4 separate regions of the Mus musculus genome follow, and regions 1, 3 and 4 are each linked to region 2. Evidence: chromatin contacts called from public Hi-C data. All regions are on one chromosome and are shown on one strand. The core of a region is the stretch at or near the end of the contact, and the rest is flanking DNA. Distances in the headings are between cores, read along the strand shown.

Region 1 (2,804 bases), core at 112-2,611, 1.1 Mb after region 2:
CAGGTCCTGGCATGCTTTCCTTCATGGTGGCTGCCCCCTGCACTCTGACCCTGATGGCTCCCTGGGACACCAGACTGCTGTCCCTGCTGTCCCCTAGCAGCAGGCCTTTGTTTCTTAGACATTTCATGGGTATTTCAGTTGCCTCTGGAGCCCAGCCTTTGGAGGGTCCCCAATGCAGTACCGCTGGAAAGAGCAGCTCAAGTGAAGGGTGGCCCCAGTGTGAGCCTGAAGCACATTCCTGGCAAAGACAGTGGCAAGCCCTGGCTTATTTAGTCCCCGAAACCTTCAGCAAGTAGGTAGGGCCTGTGCGGGTCCAGGTAAACAAATACACAAACCAATGTGCTGGGCCAGCCATGGCTCTGAGCAGGAGAGAGCAAGAGGGTGGGCCTCTCACACACACAAATCACCAATGAAGTGTGTCACGTGGTGCTTTGCCTCCTGTGGGACCTGCCAATCTTGAGTGGCATTTTTGTTTCTCTAAATCCTTTTGTGTGCATCCTGAGTTTTATTGTAGTCTGAATTTTGGCTTTTCCTCAGACTCCAGCCTTCATGTTGTGCATTCTGCATTGGCTAAGATCTGGGGCTGAACTGTCCACATCACAGGATCCTTTCAGCCTCCTAAACAAATGTCTAAATGTCATGTCTTCTTCTTCCATTGTGGGTTTGCTTTGGCCTTAAAGGGCCACATTCACATTAACACACACAGAGAGAATGGAAAGTAAATGACATGATTTCTCAATAATGTTTGTTTGGCTGTCATTCTTTATTTAGTTTTGTTGTTGTTAGTTGAGAAAGAGTCCCACTGTGTAGTCCAGGCTGGCCTCAAATGTTCCATGATCCTCCAGTCTCAACCTACGTACTGGGATTATGGGGTGGACCACCATGCTCCGCCCTTTTGAAAATACCTGAAAGTGCATATGTCTGCCCCTGCTATATTTAAGACATCTGCCTGAACAGTTCTCCAATGAATGTTATTTGGGGAAATGGGGGTGGGGAGGGCTTTCTTGTTTGACTGACAGAAGCCTGAGGCCATATCCCTGGCCGACCTCCTCCTAATGCCTCTCTCCACATTGTCTCTTGACATCTCACCTCTCAGCTTCTTTAGTCCTGAACAGCTTTAAAAAGTGTTTTTCCGGCCTTCCTCTCCTTCATCCCTTCTGTGGGATTCCTGGGGATGCTGGGCCTCCTGGAAAGGCGCTCTTCATCCGTGACATTATGCTTTCTGTCCGTGTGCTTCTGCAACACTGTGATCTTAGCCATTTTCTAGCCATTGGGAAAGCAGCGTGCTCTGCACCAGCTCTGACAGAAACCACAAGTAGGGAGGACTAAAGGGTGAAGTAGACCTTAGAGAAGCAGGGTACTAAGACAGGAGAGAAAAGGGGGGGCTCGCTGGGGAAGAGGAAGTAGCAGAAAGGGTTAGTGGGAACAAAGAGAGCTCTCTCTCTCTCTCTCTCTCTCTCTCTCTCTCTCTCTCTCTCGCTCTCTCTCAGAAGGAACAAGCAGTTTCTTCTTACATACTGGAGAGAAGCAAGCTGGGATCAGGATGACGTGCCGAGTAGTACAAAGGTGGCCCTTGGTAGTCACAATGTCGGGTTGAGGTCATGTCCAGGCTGGTGCTGAGGGCGATAATTCAGTGAAGGGCTTGAGAAAACAGTCGCTGATGGGAGCTTGACCCAGAGCTTGTGGACCCATGTGGGGTCATAGGATGCATTAGTAGTGGAGCCAGTCAGCCTGATTCTAGTACTGATTGAAGCAGCCATGACCAAGGGCTTAGCTGAGGTTTGGCCCAGCCATCATGGTGATGGAATGTTGATGAGGGGTTTCCATCACTCATGGTTACCATAAGAGACTAGCTTAGGGAGCTCAGCTATGTCCAAATGTGTGACTTCATCTCTCTGAGCCCTCCCCACTGCTCTGAATCACCATTTCCACACCACTGCTCACCCGAGGAAGAAAACAGGAGCAAGTGGAACCTGAAGTTGTGGTTCTCTGCTGAGCATCTTCCCATATCCATCCAAACAGCACATCCATGCAGACAGCACCCAGACAGCATCTTCCCACATCCATGTGGACAGCATCTTCCCATATATACCCAACAGGACTCAGAGCCAGCTTCCACCTCTACTTAAACAGCAGCCTTGTGACTTCCCTCCATGTCCATTGCAATAGCCAACAGTGCTCAGACGGCGTCTCCCCATGTCTATTCATACAACATTCAGGCAGTGTCTTCCCAAGTCCACCCAAACAACAAACAGAGGTCAGACGGCATCTTTGAATCCCAGGTATAAAAACAAATCCTCACCCAAGAAAATAATCTGTCTTGCATTCAGAGCGTCTGCTGATGTTTGTTGGGAATTGGGAGCCAATGAACACAATGCAGTTGACCAAGCCGGAGGAAGCCTTACCTCGGTGGATCGCTGTCTCGGTGGATAGCAAATAGGTCCACTGTACAGTTCTGATATTGCTCTGAATGAGCCATTTCTTTTCAAATGAATTCTTTACCAAATCTTCACACACAAATCCAGTGCTATCCCACCATGGAGCAGAATCAGCCTTAAAGCCCCACAGTGAGTTGTAGCCACTGACCACTGCATAGCATGGCTCCTTATTCTATGGCTGAGGGCATCAAGCCCAGAAGAAGTGTTGGAATGACTTCCATATTTTTGCCCACAAGCAACAGCCCCCAGGACCAATAAGCATGTGGTTTAATTCCGACTTCTGACATTGCAGCTCCTCACTGAGACAAGAGGAATAATTTTAGGACGGAATTTCGTTCAGGGCCTTGGTCCCTTGAGTTGTATGAA
Region 2 (3,017 bases), core at 444-2,943:
GAAGGCAGTGAAAGCTGGTTTCTACTTCTTTTCTTCCTGGCAGTTGGGTGTATTGGGCGCGGCCCCTCGGGTTGTTCCCCCTGAATTTCTGCCCCTCATTTGTCTTTACAGTACTCACTGAAAGTGCCAAGTGTGGAGTTGTGGGAATCTGAGGGCTCCTCTTCTTAAACATTTCTTTAAGATTTTCTTTCTCTGTGGGGAATGGTATCAGCAAGCAGGATGCAGAGCACAGGGTCGGATGGACCAGGGTAGGAGGAGCACACACCCCATACCATCATGTTCCACGGTCCCGACTCAACTCCACCTCCTGGTGCAGAGCCTCTTCTTGCTCCACAGTGGTGTCTGCCATCCACTCAGACTCTCAAGAAGCTGAATAGTTGCTCGCTTGTTTGTTTGAAAATCTGAATCTGGTTGTTTAACTCCAACCAGTCAGTCCTGTCAGACATTCTCTGGGGGTGGGGATAGTTTAGAGGGATGAGAAATTATCCCAGTGTTATAACACGAAGATATTTTCTGTTGATTAAGTGCACTTTGTACAGTTCTGGCCATGTGGTGGTGACAGTATGGTGGTATCAGGAATGTGGTGGTGGCAGTGGTGTGGTGGCTTGCTTCTTTGTATAACAGGAAGATACTTTGGATGTGGTGACAGAAAATGTTGGCTTGTGGTTCTTTGCCTGTGGTCTTGGGTGTGCATGCCCTGGGCTTTACTGCTGACCAGAAGTCTTGAGGGGACAACTGGCCTGTCAACAAAGCATTTCCTCCTGGCCCATGATCCAGCTTAGTGTAGTGATAGCTTGGGGTTAGGGAGGCCTGTGTGTGGGAGACGGGGAGAAACTGTGCAAGCTGCTACAATATTCGTCCTGACCAGCTGTCTCTGGAGAGGATGCACAGTGATCTGGCTTGTAAATGGTTAGAAGGGAGCCAAGAGGAACATCTAGTCATAATTAGATTCCTGAAGTGGCTCCGGGTAGACAGTAGCGAGGTCAGAAAGTTGGGTATGACAGAGAATGTAAGCACCTGTCCCCACTACCTCGGTGAAGTTACAAAGCAGGTTGCATGGAACTCATTCTATTTTGTCTTTAACCTTATGTTTGGGAATAATCATAGGCTCATAAAAAATTACAAAAAAAAGTGTACAGGGGTGAGTGGGCTTTTCTCTTCTGCTACCGATGCACAGTCTGGGTTCCTTTGCTCCTCTTAGGCTAAAATTGTAAGTAAGCAAACAGTGGCGGTGGGACTTCTGGGTCTCTTTGTCCCAGATGTAGGCTGGACTAACAGACCCAGAGGCATATAGCTCTGAGTTCCAGATCTGGGTCCCCACGACTGGGCATATAGTCCCAAGCTCCCCACAAGAGGCGCAGGCTGGGAGGCTTCCTGCCCTGGGCCCAGACAGTGGGACCACCCTCGTGTATGGATCATAGCAGCAGGATTCCGTGGGTCAGGTCATATCTCTTAAGCTCTGGATGTTGGGACCCTTAGCTCATAGCAGCAGCTGGCATCAACTTTTGCTGCTGCCTCTTAACTTTAACTCTTTGCAGCCTTCCCTCATCCAAGGCCTGACTCTGCATTGTCTCAGCTTCCCCTTTCAGCCCAGCTGCCTCTGCTCCCTGCAGTTCCTGCCCTCCCCACCCCCCCAGTTGCTCTCTGCTGCTGAGCTTGCTACCAGTCATCGGTTACAGCAGCCTCTTCTTACCATCTCCACCCACTCTACCCAGGAGCAGAATTAGGCAACAGCAGATCACTCTAGATACACGCACAGGTGCCCATGTACGTACATGCATGCCTGCATATTCACATACACACATGCATGCACATACAGGCACATTCATGTTCACACACACACACACACACTTTTTCTCACAGTTTTTGGTAGTATTTTAAGGTTTCTCAGTAGTGACAACTGTAAAGTTTTATCTCTACTATGGAATGTACAGCCATGCCCCTTTCTAGGCTGATTTTTTCCCCCAAATTCCCTCTCTGTTTTTGGTTTATGGAAGCCAAACATATCTTAGAATTAATGGGTCCTGATGGCCGACCACAAATGGAACTTACGAGGATGTTATTAACATGTGCCAGCAATTTAGCTACAGAAAGGGAATTAGCAATCAACTCCTTTCTATCGCCAGCAATTAGAAGTGATTGACCTCAAACCGAGGCCTGAGAAGGGAGGAAGTCTTGAAAGCTGCCCATGTATGATGAGACTCTAAGACATCTTTTTAATTGGGATGCTTCCTGCCTTTGGTTGCAGAGGGCAGCTTGGGCAAGCCACACGGAGAGTTAGAATGCATAGGGCTTGCTCACGTGGCCCGGTGATATGATCTAACTTGGAATTCCTATGGCTGAAGTAAAGAGAGGCACAGTTAGATTTATGTTCCCTGTTGAGCCCAAGACATGGTATCCAGGCAACTCAAGCTGAACGCACACAAGATAGCGACCCTACCCCGCCTACTTGGTAAACTCCATGCAGGTGGTGGAAATAATACCTTGATAAATACGGCTGGTCACCTAGGACATTTTCCTTATATCAACATTTACCATAGGAGGTTCTCATGTCTTTGGATTTCACCAAGCAAACAACGCATCTCAGACCAGAAAGAGAAGCAAAGCTTTGCCAGGAAATGCTTGGCAGTAGTTGGCCTAACAACTGACTTGCACTGCTCGGCTATCCATGATCATTGGTCAGGGTGTTTGTAAGAGATAGCCTTGGGTTGGGGAGCACTGGCAGGCAGTCTTGAGTTGGGGAGCACAGGCAGTCTTGGGTTGGGGAGCACTGGCAGGCAGTCTTGGATTGGGGAGCACTGGCAGGCAGTCTTGGGCTGGGGAGCACAGGCAGTCTTGGGCTGGGGAGCACAGGGAGTCTTGGGTTGGGGAGCACTGGCAGGCAGTCTTGGATTGAGGAGCACGGGAAGGCAATCTTGGGTTGGGGAGCATGGGTTCCTCAGAAGCTCTGCCTTTCATTTGCTGCAGTGTTGTGTCTCTTGTTAGCATTCATAACACAGTGTTCCGCAGCACTGAGC
Region 3 (2,860 bases), core at 162-2,661, 1.0 Mb after region 2:
CTTGACGAAGAGGGTGATGTCGTGCTCCTGTCCCGGATCCCCCTCCTCCAATGCTGGGCCATTCTCCCTGCGGCCGTTCACTCGCCCCAACTCTTCTCCACCCTGGACGCTGGGCTCCTCAGCTAAGTGGTTGCTGAGCTCTGCCTGGGATTCCTCCTCGTGTTCGGTGGATTTGGCCTCCTCTCCATCAAGGCTGCCGTCGGGGGGCTTCTCTTGGATGGCCCCCTCGCAGGGTCCCTTCAACTCGGGTTCTGGCCTCGCTTCTTCCTCCCCGGTCTCCTCCTGGAGCTTGCCCTGGTCCCCATTCTCATGAGCATCTACTCTCGCATCCTCGGAAGCTGCTTCCTCGGACCCGTCTTTCCCCAGGGTCTCCCCTTCCCCCGCGGCGTCTGCGGCCGAAGCGCCCGCCAGCTCCCCGGACTCGTTCCCTCCGATCTCTGTGGTTACAATCTCAATCGCCTCATCCTGGGGCTGAGGGCTGCTTTCCCCTCCACCCTGGGGCTCACTCTCCGACCCAAGTGGCCCTCCTGCGGGTGCCTCTGTGTCCATGTTGTCCCCTGCAAGTCCCTGGACTTCTGGGTTGATCTGCAACCCTAGCGCGCCGCCTCCCTGCGCTTCCTGACCAGATTCTGCCTCTTCCCCTGCCTCTGAGGCCGTGGGGTCCTCGGGCTCCCGGCGAGAGTCCCCAGGGACCTCGGGGGCCTCACCCTGAGAGTCTAACCCAGAGCTCATCCCCTGCACCTGCTGGGCGCTTGGCGCCTCCTCCGCTCCCTGCGGGATCGCGCCCTCGGGGTCGCGCTCCGCAGCCTCCGCTTCACCTGGAGCTCCGCTGGCGCCCGGCGTCTCGGCCTCAGGGCCGGTGCGCGGGTCCTGCGCCTGCGCTCCCCCAGTTCCCTCGTCCTGCCCACAGCCTCCTTCCTCCTTCCCCGAGGCCCTGGCCTCTACGCCCGCCCCCAGGTCCCTAGGTGCCTCTGCAGCTTCCTCGCTCGCTTCCCGCCCCTCCAGGTCCGCAGCTCCTGGCTCTCCTGGTCCCTCGATTGTCGCACCTTCGGGTTGCCCCTGGGAACCTGGAGCGACCTCCTTGGGCTCCGTGGCCTCAGCCATGGTAAAACACCCTTCCTCGACGCTGCTCAGGGTGAGGGGCAGGGGCTGACGTGCCCCCTCCGGGAGGACACCCCACTCGCGGTTCTAGAAGCGAAGGTTTCGCTTGATGCAAAATCTAGAGGGCCCCAAGACTCTATGTCCCTTTTCCCTGTCTTAAGGTCTTTGGGTTCTTCCTCAAGAGTTCCTGTTTCTCCTAAATTCGCGCCCGGACCCCAATCCTTCTGTGCAGGCCAGGGTGTGGGGCTAAAGAACTCAGCTTGCCTCTTGAAGTCTTTGGAAGAGATGGGCTGGTTCCCTGCGGTCTCAAGGGTTGACCAGAAATTCTCAGAGCCAGTTCTCCCCTCTTAGGGCTTGGGCGGGGTTTGTCTTCCCCACCTCCTAGCCACTTTGGGTGGCCTGGGAAGCTAGCCAATGACAGCCTTTCTGCGGCTTTTGTGGATTTTAATGAAAAGACTGATTTTACTGGCCACTTTAGCGTTTTCTGGAACAGCTTCAAGTTTCAGAGCCATTTAAATCACGGTCACATACTTCAGTATTGGATTCCCACCTTACCTCACTTCACCATGAAGGCGACTCTGATGCTGAGTGGAATAGACCCATCCCATCCCTGCCTCAGGTTCCACAGAAAAGGTATTAACCCCAAAGGGAGGAATGGCTGCCCTCCCATTTCTGTGAGTTCCAGGAACCTAAAGATGGAAGGGACAATAGCCTGGCGTGCTTGTTGAGGTGGTGGGGGGAGGGGAGGAGAACCAGACGGATACCTCTCCTTCTCCAGCCCCTGAAGACCCTAAGAATCTGTGCATCCCTCGGACTCAGATTTCCTTACTCATGTCCAGTGCTTGGGTCTCAATATCGTGGTTAGGGCGTTGGGGGTTGAAGGTGGGGGAAGAAAATTCGGGATGGGAAAAAAGGAAGTTATAGAATTAACTGGGCCAGGAGTCCCCCACTATCACCCGTCAAAAACTTCTTTCAGAGAAGTTTTCAAAACTATTCCACTGAATTGATAGAGAGAGGACCTCCCACCCCAAACTGTGAGGCCAGCATTTCCCCCTTATCAAAGGACACACCAACTCTAGACCAATATTGCTGATGAGTATAGATGCAAACATTATTAACAAAACACCAAGGGTTTGAATACAACAGCATATCAAAAAGATCATCCACGGCTATCAAGTTGGAGGTTGGAGGTTGCAGTGGTGGCTCAACACATGCAAATCTATAGGCGCAATGCGTCAAAACAACAGAATGTATGACTTTAAAAATCACATGCAGGCTGGAGAAATGGTTCTGGAATTAAGAGTGTGTACTGCACCCACATCAGGTAGCTCACAACTTCCTCCAGTTCTGAGGATCCAACGCCCTCTTCTGGCTTCAAATGGCACCTGCACTCACATGCACAAACCCCTGCAAGAATAACATATATACAGATGATTAAAAAATAAATAAATCTTTTTTTTGAAACAAAATGTGTTCATCTCAGTAGGTACAGACAAGGCACTTGATAACATTCAACATCCTTTCACAATAAAAGATTTGAATTTTTTTCATAGACAGATAATATCTCAACATAATTTAAATTGGTTGGGTGTTTTGTTTTGTTTTGTTTTGTTTTTGTTTTGTTTGAGGCGAAGTCTCATGTAGCCCAGGCTGGCCCAGAGCATACAATATAACACAGGATGATCTTGAACTTTGACCCTGCCTTTGCTGAGATTACATCACCTCGTCACGTCTCGATAAAATGCTGGAGACTGAACTC
Region 4 (2,835 bases), core at 124-2,623, 1.1 Mb after region 2:
AGAGAACTGCCATTTGACTAGAACGGAATCTCACTCCTCCAGCATAGAGCCAGCTTTCAAAGTCAGCCTCACAAGTGGCTTTGAAAGCAAAAACATATGCTGCAATTAAAAGACACTGAATGTCTTAATTCACTGCTTCTTAATGAGTCAAGAAAATGGGTTGGGAATTCATAGACCCTTAAACCCTGGTTTTAAAGCTGAGTGTCTGGGGGTTTCTTAACTCAGGCTCAGACAAACTACCATGGACTGGCGAGAGTGTCCTAGCTCAGGCTCTCACAAACTACCAGTGACAGTTGAAGCATCACAAAGCACCACGGACTGGGTGGCTTAACACAGAGGATTCCCATGTCCCATCCATGGCACTTCATCAAATCCAGTCCCTTCCTCAAGACCCCCCCCCCCAACTTCCATGATTATGGACAGCAGAATTCAGCCCATAGTGGTGGGGAAATTAATCTCTCACTTCCCTCCTATGTCATAGGTTGACTCTCCCTGTATCTCCTAGGGAGCAAGTGAGGGGAGAGAGAGGAGAGGCCGGCTGTGCTCTAGAGGGTGGCAGACCGAGAGACTCTGGCTCTGGTGGAGAAACCTGTTCTGGGGTGACAGATCACTGTCAGAGCCTGTGTGGTGGGAGTCCCTGGCCAGGTCCTCAGTAACCTGGTTCTGCTGGTGGTGGCAGCTGCTGTCTCATAGCACCTTGTGCCCTTTTGCAAGACTGTTGTTATTTCATCTTTGTCCGCACGTGTGTATGTGTGTGTGCATGTACAAACAGGTGTGCATATAGCATAGAACATGTCTAGAAGTCACTGGACAACTGTGGGGGTCAGGACTTGCTGTCTACTCTGCTTGAGACAGTCTCTTGCTCACCCCTGTGTCCCTCTAGGTTAGCTGCTTGTCAGCTTTCAGGGATTCTCGTGTCTCTGCCTCCCGTTTCTCCGTAAGAGAGCTGTGATTACAGATGAGCACAGCCATGTGTAGCTTTATGTGGGTTCCAGGGGTCCTGCATGTGTAACTAGTACTCTACCCAGTGAATCACTGCCCTGGCTCTTAGGGCCTGCAAAATCACTGTCTAGCTTACTGAGTGAGAGACCCCAGAATAGTATCGGAGCTGTGTCCTCATCAGGGACAGCCCGTCCCTCAGCCACTTCTCCTAAGTCACTTCATGACCAGTGACTGGCTCCACTGTTCTGTTTCCAGACGTGGTAATGGGTCAGCGGCCTCTGACCTTTTCTGTTTCCCCTCTCAGTGGGAAAAACATGTTCTCTTTCCACATCTGAAATAGAAACGAAATTTCTTGTAAAATATACATCTGTGGGAGGAACCCATTGCTATTCTAACCCTGCTTCCTCCTATTCTTGAGTTCCTGGTCTGCCGGCTGTTGCCTGTGACTTTCAACTTCCACTTTCCGAGTTGCAGTTGCAGCTAACTGCATGCCTAAGTGTGCTGGAGAGGGAAGCACTTGTTTTCAGGCTGCAGCTTTTGAGCTGCAGGTTTTCTTGTTGAGATTTGTTTGTTTGTTTGTTTGTTTTTTCATTGACTTCTAGAATAAACAGGAGGGTTGTTAGTACTCTAGTAATTTGGTGTGTTTTTTTTCCAAGTAATTTAATTATACCAGCAATTATTTGTCAGTTACAGCCTATTTAGTTTGGAAAAAAAAGTTTCTATACTATTTATTTAAACTAGCTTCTTTATTTTTTTTTTTAAATAAGGAGGAAACTGTCATCACACCATAAGATCAACTTTTTAAGGTCATTCCCTCTTAGCCAGTGTGTAGCGAGTTCTTGGCTGAGGAACGGACAGGAATAGAGAGCTTTTGTGAGATGGGGTTTTATTTAATGAGGGAGGGGAAACAAAAACAACAACAACACCGTATGGCCTGAAAAAATGTTGAATCTTCTGCTGCTGTTTTGTTCTGCAGAGACAGGGCCTCACGCCCGCCCTGTTATCTCCGGAAATCCCTCCTGTTAGCAGCCCTCAGCTGGTGGGAGAGCATTCTGTGTGTGTGAGCATTCTGTGTGTGTGAGCATTCTGTGTGTGTGAGCATTCTCTGTGTGTGTGAGCATTCTCTGTGTGTGAGCATTCTCTGTGTGTGTGAGCATTCTCTGTGTGTGAGCATTCTGTGTGTGTGAGCATTCTCTGTGTGTGAGCATTCTCTGTGTGTGTGAGCATTCTCTGTGTGTGTGAGCATTCTGTGTGTGTGAGCATTCTGTGTGTGTGAGCATTCTCTGTGTGTGAGCATTCTCTGTGTGTGTGAGCATTCTCTGTGTGTGAGCATTCTGTGTGTGTGAGCATTCTGTGTGTGAGCATTCTGTGTGTGTGAGCATTCTCTGTGTGTGAGCATTCTCTGTGTGTGTGAGCATTCTCTGTGTGTGAGCATTCTCTGTGTGTGAGCATTCTGTGTGTGTGAGCATTCTGTGTGTGTATGAGCATTCTGTGTGTGTGAGCATTCTGTGTGTGTGAGCATTCTGTGTGTGTGAGCATTCTGTGTGTGTGAGCATTCTCTGTGTATGAGCATTCTGTGTGTGTGAGCATTCTCTGTGTGTGTGAGCATTCTCTGTGTGTGAGCATTCTGTGTGTGTGAGCATTCTCTGTGTGTGAGCATTCTCTGTGTGTGTGAGCATTCTCTGTGTGTGAGCATTCTCTGTGTGTGAGCATTCTCTGTGTGTGTGAGCATTCTGTGTGTGTGAGCATTCTCTGTGTGTGAGAGCATTCTCTGTGTGTGAGCATTCTCTGTGTGTGTGAGCATTCTCTGTGTGTGAGCATTCTCTGTGTATGAGCATTCTCTGTGTGTGAGCATTCTCTCTGTGTGTGAGCATTCTCTGTGTATGAGCATTC

The links. A called contact is a pair of places that touch in the nucleus more often than the background predicts.
Region 1: a Hi-C map of bone marrow-derived macrophages shows a contact between it and region 2, with 12 read pairs. The contact joins two enhancer-like sites. A contact is called at or near these places in 4 of 484 Hi-C or Micro-C datasets (bone marrow-derived macrophages, cerebral cortex, myocytes and 1 more) and 1 of 9 other capture datasets (embryonic stem cells).
Region 3: a contact with region 2 is called in a Hi-C map of bone marrow-derived macrophages, with 17 read pairs. The contact joins the promoter of Clic6 here to the enhancer-like site in region 2. A contact is called at or near these places in 5 of 39 promoter capture datasets (the 3T3-L1 cell line, embryonic stem cells, hippocampal neurons and 1 more), 2 of 15 datasets of contacts at CTCF or cohesin (the G1E-ER4 cell line and embryonic stem cells), 59 of 484 Hi-C or Micro-C datasets (the 3T3-L1 cell line, B cells, the C10 cell line and 36 more), 9 of 115 datasets of contacts at active chromatin or transcription factors (astrocytes, differentiating embryonic stem cells, embryonic limb bud and 6 more) and 2 of 9 other capture datasets (adipose tissue and liver).
Region 4: a contact with region 2 is called in a Hi-C map of bone marrow-derived macrophages, with 9 read pairs. The contact joins two enhancer-like sites. A contact is called at or near these places in 1 of 484 Hi-C or Micro-C datasets (bone marrow-derived macrophages) and 3 of 9 other capture datasets (embryonic stem cells, embryonic tail and embryonic trunk).

The regions. Positions count from the first base shown.
Region 1 is chr16:92,439,023-92,441,826 of GRCm38.p6, reverse strand. The region is part of intron 1 of Rcan1 (regulator of calcineurin 1); the gene reads left to right. It overlaps Gm41498 (a long non-coding RNA gene), which reads left to right. Exons shown (of 2, transcript XR_876260.2): 1 at 1-2,804. Among named protein-coding and RNA genes, the nearest start is that of Gm41498, 6.2 kb to the left of the region's middle. Within about 2 kb of position 1,361, at least 29 of the 459 cell types and tissues checked have an H3K27ac peak or open chromatin away from gene starts, as enhancers often do. A contact at or near this core is called in bone marrow-derived macrophages, where this site is marked.
Region 2 is chr16:93,545,952-93,548,968 of GRCm38.p6, reverse strand. No RefSeq gene overlaps it. Among named protein-coding and RNA genes, the nearest start is that of Gm30695, 16 kb to the right of the region's middle. Within about 2 kb of position 1,693, at least 22 of the 459 cell types and tissues checked have an H3K27ac peak or open chromatin away from gene starts, as enhancers often do. A contact at or near this core is called in Th1 cells and bone marrow-derived macrophages, where this site is marked.
Region 3 is chr16:92,496,698-92,499,557 of GRCm38.p6, reverse strand. It overlaps Clic6 (chloride intracellular channel 6), which reads right to left and starts at 1,411. Exons shown (of 6, transcript NM_172469.3): 1 at 1-1,411. The coding sequence starts at 1,104. 2410124H12Rik (RIKEN cDNA 2410124H12 gene) reads right to left here. Exons shown (of 3, transcript NR_165041.1): 3 at 2,188-2,508.
Region 4 is chr16:92,414,344-92,417,178 of GRCm38.p6, reverse strand. All of the region lies in intron 1 of Rcan1 (regulator of calcineurin 1), which reads left to right. Among named protein-coding and RNA genes, the nearest start is that of Gm41498, 31 kb to the left of the region's middle. Within about 2 kb of position 1,373, at least 68 of the 459 cell types and tissues checked have an H3K27ac peak or open chromatin away from gene starts, as enhancers often do. A contact at or near this core is called in bone marrow-derived macrophages, where this site is marked.